Linked DNA regions of Mus musculus: region 2 is linked to region 1. Evidence: chromatin contacts called from public HiChIP or PLAC-seq data. All regions are on one chromosome and are shown on one strand. Each heading gives the region's core, a stretch centred on a gene start, on an enhancer-like site or on the middle of the called end of the contact. The rest is flanking DNA. Distances are from core to core; before and after follow the strand shown.

Region 1 (2,723 bases), core at 174-2,673:
GAGAAGTTGAGTTTTCCCACCATGCCAGAAGCAAATTTCTCTGAAGCCAGCCAGGGTCCTAGGCAATTTTATATTTACTACTGCCCATATTTATTATTGGAGGACTTGGTACAGAGAAGGGGGAGTGGGGACAGACGTAGACATGAAAGTATCAAAACATCTCCTTTCTTCTGTTTAATGCATCTTCTCAATATTCCAGGGGAGAGGGAAGAACTAGAATCCCTTCTTCCCGGGCATCGCTTTTATAGGGAGATTAATTTGTTATGTGATGAGTGGGCTCCATCTCCTGCTTTGCTGCCTCCCTCTTTCTGCCCCACTTGGTGCATTTGCTTCTTGCTGAGTGCACAGAGGAAGGAGCCGGGGGTAGCAGAGACTTCAAACCTTCTTGGTTACTTCATGGAACGGTGATCAAGGAAATAATATGGTTAACTTCTGATTCTTCTCTCACATAAACAGAAAAGGGAGTTGAGAAGGAAAGGGGAGCTGGTTACACTGGTCATACGGAGATGAACTGTTGCTCTCAACATGTTTTAAGAAGCAGAGAGCAAAAATGGTCCAAATGGAGCCCATGACTTGGGTCTTGCCTAGCTTTAAGCATAGGTAATTAATTCCCTGGGGGAGAAAATATTGCAGAATTGAGGTGCAATAACAAAATAAAAAAAGAAAATGATGGATTCCATCTGGTCAGAAGGAGTTGGATCCAGTGTTGAGAGCTGTGGCTATGGCCAGCTTCGAGTGCTGGGTAGGAATGGTGTCTTTTCCCTCCCTCCATTCTTTGTAGTGCTTCTCTTTGTCATTTCAGCTATTGTTGTTTTGCTCCCCCCACCCCGTGTGTGTGTGTGTGTGTGTGTGTGTGTGTGTGTGTGTGTGTGTGTGTGTGCGTGCATGTATAAAGGTTAGAGGACAAGTTTCAGCATCAGATATAGTCAAACAAAAAAATACCTATTACATTATGGATATTATAAGCAGTCCCTAGGTGATTTAACACACACAAGGGGATATATGTGGGTTCTATGCAAATGTGATCCCCTTACATATAGAGTACTCGAGCATCTATCTGTGTGCTGTAGTATCCGTGTGAATACTAAGGGATGGCCGTATTAGTAGGACAGCTTTGCTTCCATCGTGATGACAGGAAGGGAGTCCCTAGGTGGGAAAATGATCTACTCCCTTCCTATACATCTGGACGGCTATGAAATATACAAGTTGTAAAAATTAAAGACATACGACCTTCAAAGTTGGCTCATGGAAAAGATGCATTAGGAGCGAATGACAGCCCAGTGTAGAGAACAGGGAAGCTGCTTCATTTGCTGTGTCCAGTGGACAGAAATCAGGCAAAGCAGGCTGTGTACTGCAGAAGTAAGCTTGTTTTCCGGTGCTGCCATGTGGCTATTCCATTGTCCATGCCTTCATTAGCTAGGGCAGAAGCAGACTGAGATCACACATGCGCACTGCACAGCAGGGCCTGGCATTAGAAGTGATTACCTCATTCCTCTGGCCAGTGCTTTCTGTGGCTCCAAGACTTCAAAACTAAATGCAGCCTGGAACTCTCCACCTCTGGTGAGCTCAGATGCAGCAAGCACTTAGCATTCCAGGTTTCTTTGTGGAATGCTTCGTCCTCCACTCACAGGAAATCTCTTCAAGTTCAAGGTTTTAAAAGGAACAATGGAGTCTGTTCATTTCTCTTGCAAATCGAGCCTGTGCGTGTTCAGTAGATAGTGTAGTGGGAGAAACAATAGCCTGCTCCATCATCTCGGAGATCCACTTCTCTCTGCCTCTCTGGTGCATGCCTGTGCTCCAAGTCTCGATTGCTCTGAGGATGGAATTCAGCTCCTCTTGTTCTCTCGGCAAACATTTTACTGACTCCACAATCTGAGAGGATGGACGAGAGTCTTCAGAAATTTTAGAGATCTAAGCACAGTTGACAAGAGGGCCCAATGTTCAGTGGAAGACAGCCACTAAGGCAGCTTTTATTTTATTTTTCCATAATTTATTTTTTCTTGTTCACAAATTGCTGAGCACTGCCTTTTAAGAACCCCACTGTGTTTGTCAGAGCCATCAAATCCAGCTTCAGGGATAAGTGGAGAAAGGGGCATAGAGCTTTAGGCAAGTGACCATGCCCAATCTTCTCTGTTAGGCTCCTAGATTTGTATGCCGAGGTTTTATAGACATAAAAGTTTGGCAATAGATCTATTAACGTTGATTCGAATTAATGAGACCTTATAACTTCTGTTAATTTCTCATGAAAATGATGGTTCTGGTGAAGGGTTACATAATTCCAGTGTTTAGGGGCACAGATGATAATGAAAAGTAGCTAAGGGCTGGAGAGATGGCTCAGCGGTTAAGAGCACTGACTGCTCTTCTGGAGGTCCTGAGTTCAAATTCCAGCAACCACACACATGGTGGCTCACAACCATCTGTCATGAGATCTGATTCCCTCTTCTGCTGTGTCTAAAAATAACTACAGTGTACTTACATATAATAAATCTTTTTTTAAAAAATTCTTAAAAAAAAGAAAGAAAAGTAGCTAAGCAGAGTTTGAATTCTACTCCCTGATTAACTTGAAAATTATAAGACTATACATAAAGTGCTTTGTGTTTAGAGAAATTGATCAGTTTGTACATATGGTTTATGTACTGGAAAGGTGAGGCTATAACTTCTAAACTGGAATCTTAAGGTTCCAAGAGGGGAAAAAGATACTGGTGTTTGACTTATTGCTACAA
Region 2 (2,700 bases), core at 11-2,510, 560 kb after region 1:
AAGGGACCTTTGTGGTAGCATCCTAGGGAAACCACTCTGCGTGGATCCTGTGTGTTGTTTCCAGCTTATGGGCATTCCGGGAGCTTGTTGAAAAAAGCCAACGTGTTTTCTGTGTGTTTTGCTTTATTCATGAAGACATGTTGTCACTTGTGCCTTAATAACCCATGGACACCTGGGGGAGGGAGTCTTTCATGGTAAAATAGACAGGAAACTGTTTGGAAAATGTAAACACGTTATTAAAGGGTGAGGTATGATCTGATGCACATATTCAGCATCGGCAGTCCTTCCCTCCCCACACCCCCCTTGTAGCTTTCTAATCAAGCACAGACCGCAGGTTTGCCCGAGTAAAGAAGCAAAGTGATGTGGAGGAGACTCTGGAAAGTCGGGGAAGGGAATAATGGAATGCCCTGAAGCCACCTCTCTTTAGTATGTGAGGCGCCCCTTCTCTGCCTGGCCACAGCTTGTTACTAATCATTTAGAAGCCGAGGCTTTAGTTGTTTTATCTTATTAAAGCATAAGCCCCTGCAGCTCTCCATCTCCCCCTGGCGGTCGTCTCTGCCATTTCTCAAGATCCTTCGCGATAGCAGCAATTCCCAGGGAGAGGCTGGGCACAAGAAATATTGGAGGGCGAGTGTGTGTGTGTGTGTGTGTGTGTGTGTGTGTGTGTGTGTGTGTACGTGTACTTCTGATCGGCGATACTAGGGAGATAAGGATGTACCTGACAAAACCACATTGTTGTTGTTATCATTATTATTTAGTTTTCCTTCCTTGCTAACTCCTGACGGAATCTTTCTCACCTCAAATGCGAAGTACTTTAGTTTAGAAAAGACTTGGTGGAAGGGGTGGTGGTGGAAAAGTAGGGTGATCTTCCAAACTAATCTGGTTCCCCGCCCGCCCCAGTAGCTGGGATTCAAGAGCGAAGAGTGGGGATCGTCCCCTTGTTTGATCAGAAAGACATAAAAGGAAAATCAAGTGAACAATGATCAGCCCCACCTCCACCCCACCCCCCTGCGCGCGCACAATACAATCTATTTAATTGTACTTCATACTTTTCATTCCAATGGGGTGACTTTGCTTCTGGAGAAACTCTTGATTCTTGAACTCTGGGGCTGGCAGCTAGCAAAAGGGGAAGCGGGCTGCTGCTCTCTGCAGGTTCTGCAGCGGTCTCTGTCTAGTGGGTGTTTTCTTTTTCTTAGCCCTGCCCCTGGATTGTCAGACGGCGGGCGTCTGCCTCTGAAGTTAGCCGTGATTTCCTCTAGAGCCGGGTCTTATCTCTGGCTGCACGTTGCCTGTGGGTGACTAATCACACAATAACATTGTTTAGGGCTGGAATAAAGTCAGAGCTGTTTACCCCCACTCTATAGGGGTTCAATATAAAAAGGCGGCGGAGAACTGTCCGAGTCAGAAGCGTTCCTGCACCGGCGCTGAGAGCCTGACCCGGTCTGCTCCGCTGTCCTTGCGCGCTGCCTCCCGGCTGCCCGCGACGCTTTCGCCCCAGTGGAAGGGCCACTTGCTGAGGACCGCGCTGAGATCTAAAAAAAAAACAAAAAACAAAAAACAAAAAAACCCAGAGGCGATCAGAGCGACCAGACACCGTCCTCTTCGTTTTGCATTGAGTTCCATTTGCAACCGAGTTTTCTTTTTTTCCTTTTTCCCCACTCTTCTGACCCCTTTGCAGAATGGATTATTTTCCCGTGATCTTCTCTCTGCTGTTCGTGACTTTCCAAGGAGCTCCAGAAACAGGTAGGCGCCACTTGCGAATCTTTCTACTTCAGCGCAGCGCAGTTATCGCTTCTGTTTTCCACTTTTCTTTCTTTCTTTTCTTTCATTCTTTCCTTTTTATTTATTTTTTTAATTACTGAAGCTCCAGCAGCAAGTGCCTTACAATTAATTAACTTCTGTGTGAAGCGAAAGAAATAAAACCCCTGTTTGAATACAACTGACTACAACCGAGTATCGCATAGCTTCAAAATAACGTTGTAGCAGTACAGCTGAAGCAAAAATCTATTTTGAAATAAGTGTGTTTAGGGTTGCACGGTTCATTTAGGGGCTTATTCAAACGTTGTCTTGATAGTGCGCTAATGTGTAAAATATTGAAACACTCCAACTTAAAGCCAAGGAATTTTATTCGGGTCATGCAGGCACACCGTGAGCAGGGAAATCACCTGCCGATCAACCATGCGCTGAATAACCCCGCAGGCGGTTTCAGGGCGAAGCACATGCTTTCTTTAAAATTTGTCACTATTGACTTAAGGTTTCATTTGGCAGGTTTTTGGCATCTTCAAACACTGTGAGCTCTATTGCAGTTGTATTCACCTGTCCTGGGAGGGGAGCCGGGATCATTCCTGCCTGATTAAGGAATTAGACAGTACGGGCCACAGCTGGTTCTTTTCTCCTCCCATCCTGTTTTTTGAGGGTCAGTGCCCTCTTTTTGTCTTTTCATGACCCTAAGCAAAGAGAAAGGATGTCAAAAGGGTGAAAGCCCTGGAATGTGTCTGATCGTTTGGAATGAACAAAATCGAGCAGATAAACTGCGCGGCGATGCTGTGTTGGGCCAGAGGGAGGTGTCAAGTCCCACAGCAAGCTGTGCTGCCCAAAGATTCTGAATTCTGAACCCACGGGGTACTTTCCCTGGGTTCCCTGAGCAGCTGTACCTTCTCTTCCGTCAGTGGCAACTTGTCTCCCACCTGAAGTGAATAT

The links. HiChIP or PLAC-seq counts read pairs in DNA pulled down with a chosen protein or histone mark.
Region 2: a contact with region 1 is called in an H3K27ac HiChIP or PLAC-seq map of heart atrium, with 11 times the contacts expected there. The contact joins the promoter of Edn1 here to the enhancer-like site in region 1. A contact is called at or near these places in 11 of 39 promoter capture datasets (the 3T3-L1 cell line, the C10 cell line, the SN4741 cell line and 7 more), 1 of 15 datasets of contacts at CTCF or cohesin (large pre-B cells), 10 of 484 Hi-C or Micro-C datasets (CD4 T cells, CD8 T cells, ECoMG-derived neutrophils and 5 more), 17 of 115 datasets of contacts at active chromatin or transcription factors (SST interneurons, bone marrow-derived macrophages, cardiomyocytes and 10 more) and 3 of 9 other capture datasets (adipose tissue, embryonic stem cells and macrophages).

What each region holds. Positions count from the first base shown.
Region 1 is chr13:41,736,363-41,739,085 of GRCm38.p6, forward strand. No RefSeq gene overlaps it. Among named protein-coding and RNA genes, the nearest start is that of Gm40925, 61 kb to the left of the region's middle. Within about 2 kb of position 1,424, at least 47 of the 459 cell types and tissues checked have an H3K27ac peak or open chromatin away from gene starts, as enhancers often do. A contact at or near this core is called in embryonic basal ganglia, fibro-adipogenic progenitors and heart atrium, where this site is marked.
Region 2 is chr13:42,300,216-42,302,915 of GRCm38.p6, forward strand. It overlaps Edn1 (endothelin 1), which reads left to right and starts at 1,261. Exons shown (of 5, transcript NM_010104.4): 1 at 1,261-1,743. The coding sequence starts at 1,680.